Linked DNA regions of Sus scrofa: regions 2 and 3 are each linked to region 1. A link is a contact called in public Hi-C and HiChIP or PLAC-seq data. All regions are on one chromosome and are shown on one strand. The core of a region is the stretch at or near the end of the contact, and the rest is flanking DNA. Distances in the headings are between cores, read along the strand shown.

Region 1 (4,859 bases), core at 1,343-3,842:
GCACCACAGCTCACGACAACACTGGATCCTTAACCCATTTATCGAGGCCAGGAATCGAACCCACATCCTCATGGATACTAGTCAGGTTCATTAACCACTGAGCCATGAAGGGAACCCCCATTTGAGAACTTTTTTCAAAAATGACATCTTTGCCCTTCAGTTCTTACCTTTACTTGTGTATTGAACAGGCTTCTTTCCCTCTCCCCTGGTTGGGGAAGGCTATGGCAGTGCTCTCCTCCCTTCCAGCTCCAGGTTCTAGGATTTCATGTTGTCCAATAAATTCCTTCCTGCTTCTAAGCCCATCTGTAGCAGATGGCAAGGCTTATAGGAGGCAGAATAATTTTTTAAACTGGGTATTGCTTCACTGTAGTGGTAGAGCTGGCAGAGGGAAGGCTGTGGTTCGTGTACACACAGGGGAGAATATGCTTGGCTTTCAAAGCATTTCACTTACCTCTAGGGAGGGAATTAGGCACTTAGTGGTCCATCAGTGACTATCAAAACTTATGTTGGTAAGAACTCTTTCGTCCCTGAACATCTGAAGGAATTATTTTTTAATAAAGCACTAGTCTAATTAATAATAAAAACCCAGTTATGATAAAATAAAGGAGCATTGGGGACAAAATACGGTTTAAATTAATGCTGGAGGAGATTCCTTTACATAATAACATTTTAATGGGCTAATTTTCATGGATAATCTTGAGATACATAAAAATGATTATGGAGCCAGACAGTATAATATTTTTAGTAGACCAGCTGGATGTCTGAGAACCTACAAGGGTATGGAATGCTGAGACTGGAAAAACATTTTACCAGGGCACAGCTACATTGCTATGTTAATAAATCCCCAAAGATAATACTTTAAAAATAAACCCGTCTGATTACACAGGAATACAGTCCTTGCAGGCAATTTGGAAAATGTAGAAAAAAATAGATAAAATAAAAATAACCTAAATTACATCACTACTAATAATATTTGGTGGTATTTATTTCCTGTAGTCTTTCCCTATATATTTATTTTATTTGAGTGTTCTCAGGGGATGATATTGTACCTACTACTCTACAATGACTTTTTTTTTTCCTTTTTCTTTTTTATGGCCTCACCTGCAACATATGAAAGTTCCCAGGCTAGGCGGGCTAGTGGTTGAATCAGAGCTGCAGAGGCTAGCCTACACCACAGCCATAGCAACACTGGATCCGAGCCACATCTGCGACCTACCCCGCAGCTTGTGGCAATGCCAGATCCTTAACCCACTGAGCTAGGCCAGGGATCGAACCCTCATTCTTATGGACAAAGTCGGGTTCTTAACCCCCTGAGCCACAATGGAAACTCCTATAATGACTTTTCTACATGTAACAATAGCTTGTGAATGTTACTCTTTGTTATTTATTACACCACAGGCATTTGTAACATTGGATATCCCATCATCATAATACAGCCACCAATTCTTGTAGAGAATCTTTTCAAAAGTCTACTATAGTAAAGAGTGCTGAGATAAACATCTTCATAGTTAAATCTTTGCACAGATTCATGATTAGACAATAATTCAAAAAAAATATATATATATATATCCCCCAAGCAGCCTTTGTGGCTTCTAAAATAAGTAATATGTAGAGAGTAGAAATAAATATCAGTGCACCATTAAGAGGGGACAGCAAGCAGCCACCACGTGGAAAGGAAGCCACAGGGTCTGCGTTTGAGACCAACCTCTGATTCAGAGTGCCCCAAAGGAATTCAGAATGCAGTTTTTCAAGCTGGTTTCCTGGCCTCATGCAAAGCCCAGCATTGTGAGGAATTGTTTAATTTTAGATGGGTACCTCCTGTTTCCTGCCCCACCCCGCAGGCAGCACAAGGCAGGCAGCGTGGCCTCCCCTGTGCCTTGGGGGGGGATGTGTGCCTCTAGGTCCAGCATTGTGCCTGTGCGTGTCTAATGGAGCAGCCCTCCCCTCCCTGGGATCCCCAGCCCTCTAGAGTCCTCCCTGCTCTGCTTGTTCGCTTTCCTCTAAACATCTGCCTAATTTACCTCCAAGAAGTTGATTATGGTTTTATCACCCCAGCGTTTCTCATACCCGGTGGGAGCCTTTCACCCACTCTATGAATCCCGCCTGGCCGTTTTTCCTGTTGTTGCAGGAACATTTCAAAGCCCCTCAAATTGAAAGTAACCTTCAAGTGCCAAGTGTATCCGGGAGATTTGTGTGTAAACTTCAGCAACAATGTTCTCAATAACTGTTCTGATGAGGCCGCTCCCATAGATCCCAGTAGAGCTGTTTTTCCGGGTGGGGAAAATAATCCGAAGAGGTGCTCCAAGAATTCACCAATCCCTACTCCTCTGCAGCTAGAGCTGCAGGCTGGCGGGACAGAAAGCAGGGAGGAGGCTGCCTCAGGAAGAAACACAGGCAGTGGGCAGAGCTGCTTTGCTTAGTATGGCCTCTCCCTGATCCACTCCCCAAGCAGCCTTGACAGATTTCCCAGCACCCTCTTTGCCACCAGCCCTGTTGTCACCCACCGTCTCCCTCCACCCAGACACACACTCTACGCTAACAGTCTCCCTTGCCGTCTGATCTGCACTGCGCTCTGCACCCCACACGTCAGGAGTGGGCTCATCAACACACAAAACCAGGTTGTCATAGCAACACCGCCCTTGCTGGCTGCCAGCTCCTTAGAAGTGGTTCATTGATTCGGTGCTTCCGCGTCTGGTCCACCAGGGATGATTTCTGAGAAATGTTCTCCGTGAGTCAGTTCGAGTTCTCTCTACCCATCACATTTTTTCTCCCCAAGCTATTTCTGGGGTGGTTTCTTTGGAAACAGCATTGGTTCCCTTTGCCTCTGACCACGAGTTAGAATCACGTTTTGGGCACTTTCCCTACGCCAGAACTCACATTCAGCTTGTGTAGCGTGTCTTATTTGCTAAACATAATAACTTTATAAGTACCATTAAGATGCCAAGTTCAGAAAGAAATTTGAGCTTATGGAGGTTAAGACATTTTCACAAGATTGTATTCTAAGCAAATGTAGGAGCTCAGAAGGGACTTTGAATCTAAGAGCCTATCACTGACCACACTGAATATACTCTAAACTCTGATATGCTCCTGTAATAAAATGACTTTCCTGCTCCCAATCAAAAGAGAATCTTCTATTGGTGACAGTGACTTTGAAAAGCCATTCTGTGAACTCGTGGAGTATAGTTCTCAGAAATTTAACTATTTTCTTTACATTGATCAGATTTTTTGTTCTTCACAAATATCAGGGGATTCTCTACCACACCTAGAATTCTCCCTCACAGCAGATGAATCATTTCCATTATGTCTTAAACTCTAAAGTATGAAGTTTTGTTGGAATTTTTAAAGACTTGTAATAGGAAACGGGCCCTATTTTTCTTTCCAAAAGTTTCTCCATATTTAAATGATCATCCCAAAGAAACTCTTGATTTAATGGACTCTCTTTAATCAATTATTAAAACTTTTTTCTTCTGCAGAAATTGCAAATAAAAACGGTACTTAGAAAAGTATGAATTAGGAAGTTCCTGTTGTGCAGCAGTGACAAACCCAACTAGTATCCATGAGGACTTGGGTTCAATCCCTGGCCTTGCTCAGTGGGTTAAGGATCTGGCATTGCTGTGAGCTGTGGTGGAGGTCACAGACTAGGCTCAGACCCAACGTTGCTGTGCCTGTGGCGTAGGCCTGCAGCTGCAGCTCTACTTTGACCCCCTAGCTTGGGAATTTTCATATGCCACAGGCGCAGCCCTAAAAAAAAAAGGCAAAGTATGAATTAGATGCCAACCCCAAATAGAAAGGGCTGAGTTTTAGTTGTTACTCACCGTGACTCTACAATTCATTTAGGAGAGAAATCAATCTATGCATCCCCAGTTCAGAAAGGAAACAATTATACTTTCATTCATTACAATCACAAATTTTCAAGATCATAAAACAATTTTGCAACAGAGAGACACTTGAAAAGCTCCTTTTTGTTCTGAGAGTTCTTGGTGGTTCATTTAAGTTGATTCCCACCAAGGGAAAAGGTTACATATTGGCTGACTCTGGGTTTCTCCAGACTTGAGTTCCCATGATGCATAAAGTACCTACAAAACCCTTACAAAAATTGCACTGTCAGTGATATATCCTTGTTTTTTATTTTCCATTTTGTATGTATGGGTCCTTACTATTGGATGGATCATTTCACTTTTCAACTGTAGTCTGAAATCTCTAATAGTCTAATCAACTGCACAGGCACCAAGTTATCAAACCCAAGCAAAGGAAGTAGATAGAAATTGGTAAATGTGGCTTAGGCAAGAGATTTCCTTCCTCTTTGAGTGTCTTAAGAGTGGTTGAAATATTTCAGGGTGGCGTGGGGGTGGAGGATCTAAAACACCAAAATCTTAAATGAAACATCTCTTTAAGACAATGGCTGAAAAGATTCTACATAAGACCTTTGGTCTATACACACACGCACATAGGCACATAGGAAGATACATTTAATGGCCAACTTGAAAATGTAAGCAGCATTTTGAGTATTTAATAAATAATTAAAAAAAAAAAACCCAACCCCAGGGAGTTCTGATCGTGGCTCAGCAGAAAAGAATCTGACTAGCATCCATGAGGACAGAGGTTTGATCCCTGGCCTGGCTCAGTGGGTTAAGGATCTGGCGTTGCCGTGAGCTATGGTGTAGGTTGCAGACACAGCCCAGATCTGGTGTTGCTGTGGCTGTGGTGTAGGCCAGCGGCTACAGCTCTGATTCAGCCTCTAGCCTGGGAACTAACGTATGCCACAAGTGCAGCCCTAAAAAGACAAAAACAAACAAACAAACAAAACCTAAACCTCTAAACACAGTTATACAAATTAGATCTGGATAGTCAAAGTAAGA
Region 2 (4,859 bases), core at 1,514-4,013, 230 kb before region 1:
CTTGCAGCAATACTGGATCCTTAACCTGCTGAGCGAAGCCAGGGATCAAACCCGCATCCTCACAGACACTATGTTGGGTTCTTAACCCACTGAGCCACAAGGAGAACTCTGATAATTGTATCTTGATCTTTTTCCAGAAGAAGAGAGCACACTACCTCTTAGATGACTTTGGGTTATGGAGACAAATTCCACATGGAAATGATGCTCTGATCCAAACACCAGGTAACACACAAGGCTGCCCGCTCTGTGGAGCCCAGAGCAGGATAAGTGTCTGCAGCAGGTGGTATAAGAGCCTTGATGCTTTGCCCATACAATCCAGCTGACTTTTTCCTGTTGGACGAGTCCATGGTGTAATTTACGGGAAGTCCTAGTGGGAGAAGAATTATGCAGACCCCTAAGTTCTAAAGAAAGTCCATATCATCTGCAATGGAGAATTCTACATCTTCTGAGCAACAGCTCTCACCATGGACCCTAATAGGGATGGAAATGATACATACAGAATCGAGCCTGAGCTGGACCAGAGAGCGCAGGTAAGCTGCAGGAGCTGGTAGCCCAGACACCGTGTCACCGTCTGTGGTTGCATTGGTAGGCCTTCCTTGTAGACCTCCAGCTCTCCTGGGGCCATGTGGGGGAAGAAGTGCCATAAAACCAGCAAAAACTTGCACTTGGTGTACAGGTGGTTGGGCTCAGTTTGTGGGTAGAAGCTGGAATACCTGGTGGCTCTACTGCAGCCACATCCAGATGGCCTTGAAAGACAGTAGGGTGGGGATGGGAGCAAAGCTCTTCCTAATGAGTAGGGATGCCAGTGACACATCTGGCATAGAAGGCATAGCAGCTCAAAGTCAGACTATATAGAGATTCCTGGCCTGAGACCTACAGCGTGGCTAGCCGGCCAAGAGCCTGGAAAGAAGAGGCCTGGACCCTTAGATACAAGGAGGGCTGAGGGAGAGGCATATGGAGGGGACTATGGGAGATGCACAGTGTGAAAATTTTTGTATCAATTAATGCCAGCCAGAAAGCATCCCACCACAGAAGAAACACTGAACAACCATGTAGACAGAATGACTCTGCAGTTGACATTAGCCAGCCATCATGATCCACCACCTTGGAACTGAACAATAGCTAGCTAAACAGAATGGCCACAGTGGCAAACTTGGAGACTACACATGTGCCCAACGGTGTGGACACCCATTTCCCAAGGGCGATCCAGCTCCTGCTTACTCAGGTTAGTATGCTCGGGCCATGTTATAGCTTTGGAGGTTCTCTGCCCTTAAAATGCATGTTTCTTGGTCCAGCTACTATGGAGAAGAGTATGGAGGTACCTTAAAAACCAAAAATAGAGTTACCATATAATCCCGCAATCTCATGGTTATATGTTGGGAAAAAAAAAATTCTACTTTGAAAAGATGCATGCACCCCAATGTTTGTATCAGCACTCTTTACAATAGCCAAGACCTGGAAACAACTTAAATGTCCATCATAGAGGAGTAGATAAAGAAGATATGGGTGTGTGTGTGTGTGTGTAATGGAATATATAATTCCATATACATACACAATGGAATATTAGCCATTAAAAAGAGTGAAAATAATGGCACTTGCAGCAACATGGATGGACCCAGAGATTTTCATGCGAAGTGAAGTAAGTCAGACAGAGATAAATATATGATATCACTTAACATGTGGAATCTTTTTTAAAATGATGCAAATGAACTTATTTACAAAACAGACGTAGACTCACAGATGTAGAAGACAAACTTATGGTTATCAAAGGAGAAAGGGATAAATTAGGTTGGGATTAGCAGATACACACTACTGTATATAAAAGATATAACCAACAAGAACTGACTATATGGCACGGGGAAATATAGTCACTATCTTATAATAACTTATAATGGAAAAGAATCTGAAAAAGAATATAAATATATATATCTGAATCACTTTGCTGTATACCTGAAACTAACACAACATCCTAATAATTCAATAAAAAATTGTTTTGGGAAAAAACATACTTCTTTCTCCTCTGGGCAGCTAATTGGATGCTATACTTTATCTTCTCAAGCTTTGGCCTAAAGACAATAGTCCATCCTTGGCAGAAACATGATTATAGCATATTTTTAGAACACACACACACACATAAAAACAGTATTGGGATTAAAACTTTGTGTCATTTTGGTGGTCTCACATTTTACAAACTTTTGGGGGGGCTCACATTTTACGAATTCCAACTTGATTAATAGATCCATTTAAAAGAAGGTCCATTGGCCAAATCACATGAACATAGAGCTGCTTTGAAATAGGTCACCTTGTATTTTTTTCTTATCAACCATTTTAGATGCTGTTCCCATTACAAAATCTCATGTAAGCAGAAACTAAAATCTCATCAGCATGATATGGTCAAGAGGACTTTATGGTCAAGCCAAGAAATGTCATTACCCCTCGGTACTGAAAGCCAGGCCTTGGTCTGAGTATAACAAATTCTTGAGTAGAACAAACTGGAACTGCCTGAGTGACATTCTGTTTCAGCTCCGGTCTGGCAGTTTGACGCCAAAGAACTCAAACAGTCCCTGGTGGGCCTGAAAGTTGACCCCTCAGAACAGCCAGTGTGATTTGCTGAAACACATGGCAGTTAGAGCAAAAATTGCCTGTTTCTGTCAAACTCCACAGGGAGAAACATTTTGAAATGTATTCTGCCTGGAGCTGATTGCATCGTTTCATAGGCAGTTCACCCCATCTGCCACCTGGGGACAGCGTCAACCTCTCCATGTTTAGTTCTCACAGTAAACCAGTGTAAGATCCATGAGTCACAGGCAGAAAGAGGGTTTGTCTGGAGATGATGAGGAGAACATTCAGTTATCTGACTCGATCCGTGACCCTACATCTATTGTTGGTGGTCTATATTATCCACATTTAATTGGAATTGAAAGATGGGATTTGTTGGCTGGGGTGAAATAGACAATGAGTGGGAAAAGAAAGGCTTTGGAGATGGTCAAACATAATGCAAGCTTCCTATAGTTAATGTTAGACTTTATGTTAATATAAAATTAATTTTGCTTTTGGACGGTGAGCTATTAGGTATGGAATTTCTGAATTGTCAAGAAAATCTTTGGCACCTCAAGGGATGCGAAAACCATCCAGTCATTGTCTCTTTTTCAAGGTATATGTTGCTTCACATTCAGGACGACGGGGGCTGAAAGAGAAGGTTGGCTCTCTCTTATAGAAAGGCTTCAGGAAAAGCTTTGGATATACAATGGTATATCTCCCATTTAAGGGTCCTTCTCTCCATGATTTTCCAGTTAGATGGTTAGAACAGTGCCCAGTCTATCATAAAGCAAATTTCCATGTACTTGGTGTGATGAAGGGAATGCCTCTGTCCCCTCAAAATGCATAGGTTGAAAGCCCTAAACCCCAGTGTGAAGGTAGGTGGAGGGGCCTTTGGAGGTAATTAGGGTTAGATGAGGTCATAAGAATGGGGTCCGCACAATAGGATTAGTGCCCTTATAAGAGACCAGGAAGCCAGCTCTCAGTCTCTCTCTAACTCTCTCTGCCATAGGAGGTCCCAGGGAAAAGACAGCCATCTGCACACCAGGAAATGGGCTCTCATCAGATACCAAATCTACCGGCACCTTGATCTTGGAATTCTCAGTCTCCAGATCTGTGAGAAATACATGTTTGTTGTTTAATACACTCAGTTTATGATATTTTGCTATCATAGACCAAACTAAGATGCATGGGGTTTTGGGGGGGCGTGCTCTATGATATTCCCTTGAGGTCTATCTCTACACCGATATTACACCCTTTTATTTTACTCGAGTCCTATCTGGTAAGGCATATCTTTCCGAGGTAGTGTTCATCTAAAAGAGTGTCTTATTTCTTCTCATCCCTTTGCTTTTCTTTGCACGTAATTTGTCTGTGGGTAGTTTTTTCAAAGAAGCAGTGATATTCTTTGCAATTAATGACAGTTTTATCTCTTCTTTCTGTCATTATGCTTTTAATCTTTTTTTTTTTTTTTTCCTGTAGTGCAGTATTGGATAGGAGCAGAGAGAGTGGGCATCCTTGTTTTTCTTGGTCTTAAAGGGAATAATTCCATTATTTCATGATTGTTTTTCAAGTTTACTCTTGGTTTCTTTTAGCTATCTCATCGCAACTTAAAAAAGGGCCTCTATATTCCTATTTTGCTAAAAGTTTTTATAACAATTCGGTGTTGACTTTTATGGAATTTTTTTCTGTGTCTCTTAAGTAGATCATACGGTTTTTGTTTTTGTTTCTGTCTTTTCTAGGGCCACACCCACAGCATACGGAGGTTCCCAGGTTAGGAGTTCATCAGAACTGCAGCCGGCAGCCTATGCCACAGCCCCAGCAATGTGGGATCTGAGCTGCGTCTGTGACCTACACCACAGCTCACTGCAATACTGGATCCTCAATCCACTGAGCAAGGCCATGGATCGAACCTGCAACCTCATGGTTCCTAGTGGGAGTCGTTAACCACTGAGCCATTATGGGAACTCCCAAACTGGTTTTTAATATTAAAATAATCTCATATCCCTGAGCTGTCCTCAACATTTATTTTTATATGTTTAAAATACAGAAATATGTTTTAAAAATGTAGTGCTTGATTTGTGTAATGGTAAGAAAACTATATCACTTAACATCTCCTGTTTCAAGGAACCTAACTGATCCCAGTGTCATTCCTCTGGATTCACTACTACATTTGGGTCAAGGACACACTTCCCCTAGGCCGCCCCCAAACTATTGGCTGAACACAGTAAAGATAATAGTACTGACCCAGTCCTGTGGCACATGGAACTCATTTAACCAGCAACTAACTTGAGGACCTTCTGCGGGCTTTGCTGAAACTTAAA
Region 3 (4,859 bases), core at 892-3,391, 170 kb after region 1:
CAGGCAGTCTCTCCAGGCAGGAGCGTTCATTTCAGGACGGGAGTGGTTCTGGCTCAAAGGATATTCCCCCAAACTGACAGCGCCTCAGGTCAGAGGTTATAGCTCTATGGGGCGCTCATAGGGATCCATTCTGGTCCATCTCCCCAGTTGAAAAATACTCCCACTGGTTGCCTCAGAGATCACAGTCTTGATCGCAATCAAGAGTCAAGTTCGTAGCAGTGTGCAGCAAATTTGATTCACATCCTTAGAGAAAGCGGGCTAGCCTGAGGTAGAGACTGCCTCTGACTGCAACTGGGTCTTTCCATTATACAGTGGATGTGTTTGGAGACCCCAGTTCTCCCACCCCAAGCCCACCAATTTCCCTGTCCCAGCCCCCCTGTGCTATGCATAAAGGCTGAGTGTTGTTTGATCTCTGTATGGGGGCACACAGGTTTTGACCCTCCAATTGGTTTTGGGCGGGATGCCTTCTCTGCATGGGGAATAGGTCATAGGGCAGTGCTCTGACGAGCATGTGTCATTGGTATAGGAAAGTGCTCCGAAGAGCCTGTCTCTGGTACCTGCATGTGTCCTCACTGCTTGATCACAAGCCTCCTGCTTTTGGTAATGATAAATGGCCTGTTCTGAATCACTTGGGTCCAAGGCCCTATCCTATCCTACCTAACAAGTCCTTTGTAAAATTTCAAGGACTTCCTAACATGGCTCAGTGGTTAAGGAACACGACTAGCATCCATGAGGAAGTGGGTTCGATCCCTGGCCTTGATCAGTGGGTTAAGGATCTGGCATTGCTGTGAGCTGTGGTGTAGGTCACAGACTCAGCTCAGATCTGGCATTGCTGTGGCTATAGTGTTGGCCGGGGCTTCAGCTCCAATGGGACCCCTAGCCTGGGAACCTCCATATGCCCCATTGCAGCCCATTTTCATGAAATGCCCTGGGACTACTGATGCATACATAAAGTGCTTTCAGTAATACCAAAATAATGCAAAATAAATTAAAAGTTACTGAGAATTCTCTTTATCCTAAGTTGTTTATATGTCACATTGCTCTTTAATTTGTGACTGTCACTACTGATTAGCTGCTGATACTACTTTTCTTTCAGTAAATTACCTTTCGTTTAGTATTTTAGTTTTATGCTTCCCAAATATGACCAGAATAACTACATATTCTGAGTTAAATTAAGCTGAGTCTCAAATTAGGATATCCAAAATGAGTCACATTGAGTGAAATTATTAAAAACAAACAAAACATCACTCAGATTACAAGCGCCATTAAGTTTCTTTTCTCTTGCGCAACATAAATACTTTAAAAGTGGTGAATGTTTAAGTTTTTGTAGAATAATAAAGGCAATTTACTTTTTTAGCAAAAAAAAAGAATATGTTCATGTGAAATTTAGTTGAACTTTTTAAAGGAATTCACTTCTTTAGGGCAGTTGCAAACTGCAGCTTTGAACTTTACAGCAAGATGCAGGCAACTAAAGCCTTATGGAGCTTCCGTGTCCCTAAGGCACCAGCTTTCAATGCGTGTGTGTTCTGTTTCCTGTGCTTCATCGAGCTTCCTTCAACTACAGCCTGAAGCCTTAATGGGTTCCCTGGAGAACAGGAAAATGCTTGAAGTCAGGCGGATCCTTATCTGAAAGTACAGCTAGCCACCCACCATCTGTCCAAGTAGTGGTTGTCCAGAGATGGTTAGAGATCCTATCCAGAAGACCTGCATAAAATGTCAGCCCCCTGTAATGTCAGCAGCGGAAATGTCAGTTCCCAAGATAATTATTTGGAAATGTATCTGACTGCACTGAAGCCTTCAAGATGTTTTCTCTTAGATAATACAGCTAATTCTTATGGTCAGATTCATTCCAGCTTGAACTTCACTTGGAAGGTTAATCATTGGAGAGAAATCCTTTAGGATTCAATTACTGATTTTTAATTAGGTCGATCTGGACCCAAATATATGCTACGGGTATATATTTCCAATATGTCTTTCACCAACCATTTGCTTTCTCTAAAGCCATCCCTCTTTCGTAGGAAGTGTTTCTGATTCGGTGTGAGGGTTAGAGTGATATTTGCTCTCTGTCTGGCACGGGGAGTGTTGCACAGAGCGCTTCTGACACAGCAGGCTGGTGGATACGGAGCGCTTCTGACACAGCCGGCTGATGGATGGGAGTTCACTGGATGGTAGAACAATGTGGGATAACGAGGAAGATGATAGACTGGTGGTGCTAAAGAACACGTCAATGCTAAGGTCATACACTCGCTCAAAAACAGGAATTTTAAAATACCATATAGTAAACAAGTATAGGAAACCATTTCATCGTCTGAGTCCTCCCTTGTTCTTCCCGTATATCCTGCCATTGTTGAAATATAGAAATTGTGATGTGGCAAGAGCATTTGTTGGCAAAGAACTCTTCTTTGATGAATATTCATCTTTATATTCCCCCAAAGACACACGCTGTGGGAGGAGCAGGAGCACAGAGCAGTTGTGCCATGTTTCCATTTCCAAGTGGGTGAATCAGAGCAATTATAACCATTTTCCGTGCCACACAGACACCGAAAGATGTTTATCATATAATATCCATATAGAATGTGAATTGTATTATCCACTCATAATGTTATATTTGCTTCAGTTACTTGACTATTTATTCACACAACATTGTATTTACTCATATGATACTGACATAGAACATGAATTGTCTAATTCCCGCCGTAATGTTCTATTACTTCAGTACTTGCCTATTTCTTCATACAATGCTATATTTACTCATAAAATATTCACAGAATATTAATTGTACAATTTACTCCACAATGCCACATTTATTTCAATTACTTGATATTTATTCATACAATATTATATTTACTCATATAATATTCATATAAAATATGAATTGTATGATTCACTCAATGTTATATTTACTTCAATTACTTCACTGTTTATTCATATAATATTATATTTACTCACATAATATTATTCATAAAGAATATGAATTGTATAATTCCCTCATATAATATTGTATTTACTTCAATTACTTGACTATTTTGGCCAGGATTATCTGATGATAAGTTTAGTTCTCCATTTTCTTTATTCTGTGTGTAGATTTTATGAATTAAGCAATGTGCTCTATTACAGTTTGATAACTCAGAGTAGCTATTTTTGTACTTGTCCGCTATTGCCACACTGATGCTGCATAACGAACCATCCAAAATTCAGTGGCTCATACCACTGAAGCATTATTTTATCACTTACGGGTCAGCAGGCTGGTTTGCCTGCCTGTTCCAGGAGGCAGGCTGACTGTGCCTGGCTCCACCGTACAGACTGCGGTCAGGTCAGCTCTCCACGCAGGTACCCAGGGCGTGAGCTCTTGGTGGATCGAGGGAGCATGAAAGTCCAAGCCCAAAACACAAGCACATTTAAGGCCTCTTCCCACCTCATGACCACAGCCATTCCATTGCGTAGAGCGAGTCGTAGGGTGGAACCTAACATCAAGTGAATGGAAGAATGCACTCAGTCCATGCTCCGGCACTGCTGAGAGAGACTGCAGGGTTAGGAATCATGCAGGCACCACTCAGTCTATGCCAGTGCCCACCAGCATCTGCAGGTTCTTGATCCGGAATTCCCAGAAGCCAGGGTGTCTCTGTCTTAGGACCTCAGTAGCAGCAGTACCAGCCTTATAGAATAAGTCTGTGCAATGGCACTCGCTGTGCCCAATGCATTTGTCATTCTGCCCTTATAAACTTAGTAGCAACAATTAATAAACAAAGGGCGATAAAATATATAGCTTGAATTTTTTTAAATAGCATTTTGTTTTGGGAGCTGATACAGTCATAGAAATAAAGCCCAGCAGCATGGTTTTCCTGAATACAGACCTCCAATGCTGCACTGCCCTTTGCTGCCTCCAGCCCAGACCGTGGCCATGTCCTTGGGCCTCGCCTCCGCCAGTCCCTCCTTTATGCATAAATGCTGCCATCAGATCCATTTCTGGGTCAGACATGAGGAGAAGGTGCGATCATTCAGACCCCACCACTCCTCTGATCAAAAACTGTTCAAGGGGACCCATTATCCATAGGATGAGGTCTAAAGGTCTAAAAATTCTATAAATTCTTCTCCGCTTAACCTTGAGTTACAAGGTCTTTCAGCCTGGAATTGCCAATTCCAATCCTATTTCTAAAGACACAGATCAAATATCACCTCCTTCTTGAACATTCTAGATCCTTACAACCCAAAGTAATGTCCTTCTTCTTGCAAAGCTCACAAGACTTTTCCTGACTCTTTTCTGGCACCTGTCCTGTTCTAAATCGCATCACCATTATTTATCTATGATTAATCACTGCTGTTGGACTATCTTTCATCTCTTCCCATCTCAATACTAACTATATTTCCTTGACTAGTAAAACAATACGAAATAGATAAATAAATTTCTCAATCATTAGTAGCCTCAGTGAGTAATGGTTCTTCCCTGCCTCACAGGTCAATATGCTGAAGTGGTTTCCTTAAATAACAATCAGTCCACACCGGAGTAAAACTGTGTGAATTTCAATTCTTTCTTTACTTTGCAGGCCTGTTTCATAGGAGCAGAGTGATTAGTGTTGCTTTGGTTTCAGAATAATGTCCTAGATGCCATCAATGGATATATCAGGGGCTGGGCCTTTGGAAGCATTTCAACTCCAGGAAACATCCGACTGTGCCAATAATCTGTAGTTTTACTTGACTCAAAAGCTCTAACAGAATAGCCTGACCAACCAAATAAGGCCTCTGTACTGAAAAAACGCTCTGCACATTTGATACCCTTTGCCTCTGAGCTTTGCAGCCATTGTTTGCCTTTGTTGCCAAGAGCCAAGTCTTGGCTCATAGCGCCCCCTAGTGTTGAAAGC

Evidence for each region. Hi-C and Micro-C count contacts between places; a contact is called where the count stands out from the background. HiChIP or PLAC-seq counts read pairs in DNA pulled down with a chosen protein or histone mark.
Region 2: a Hi-C map of embryonic fibroblasts shows a contact between it and region 1, with 3 times the contacts expected there. The contact joins two enhancer-like sites. A contact is called at or near these places in 2 of 47 Hi-C or Micro-C datasets (both in embryonic fibroblasts) and 1 of 2 datasets of contacts at active chromatin or transcription factors (alveolar macrophages).
Region 3: an H3K27ac HiChIP or PLAC-seq map of alveolar macrophages shows a contact between it and region 1. The contact joins two enhancer-like sites. A contact is called at or near these places in 8 of 47 Hi-C or Micro-C datasets (embryonic fibroblasts, epiblast stem cells, fetal skeletal muscle and 4 more) and 2 of 2 datasets of contacts at active chromatin or transcription factors (alveolar macrophages and skeletal muscle).

Annotation. Positions count from the first base shown.
Region 1 is chr10:43,305,919-43,310,777 of Sscrofa11.1, reverse strand. The region is part of intron 28 of CUBN (cubilin); the gene reads left to right. Among named protein-coding and RNA genes, the nearest start is that of CUBN, 110 kb to the left of the region's middle. Within about 2 kb of position 2,592, at least 65 of the 83 cell types and tissues checked have an H3K27ac peak or open chromatin away from gene starts, as enhancers often do. A contact at or near this core is called in alveolar macrophages, embryonic fibroblasts and retroperitoneal adipose tissue, where this site is marked.
Region 2 is chr10:43,540,260-43,545,118 of Sscrofa11.1, reverse strand. No RefSeq gene overlaps it. Among named protein-coding and RNA genes, the nearest start is that of VIM, 26 kb to the right of the region's middle. Within about 2 kb of position 2,763, at least 6 of the 83 cell types and tissues checked have an H3K27ac peak or open chromatin away from gene starts, as enhancers often do. A contact at or near this core is called in alveolar macrophages and embryonic fibroblasts, where this site is marked.
Region 3 is chr10:43,132,848-43,137,706 of Sscrofa11.1, reverse strand. All of the region lies in intron 60 of CUBN (cubilin), which reads left to right. Among named protein-coding and RNA genes, the nearest start is that of EPC1, 190 kb to the right of the region's middle. Within about 2 kb of position 2,141, at least 7 of the 83 cell types and tissues checked have an H3K27ac peak or open chromatin away from gene starts, as enhancers often do. A contact at or near this core is called in alveolar macrophages and retroperitoneal adipose tissue, where this site is marked.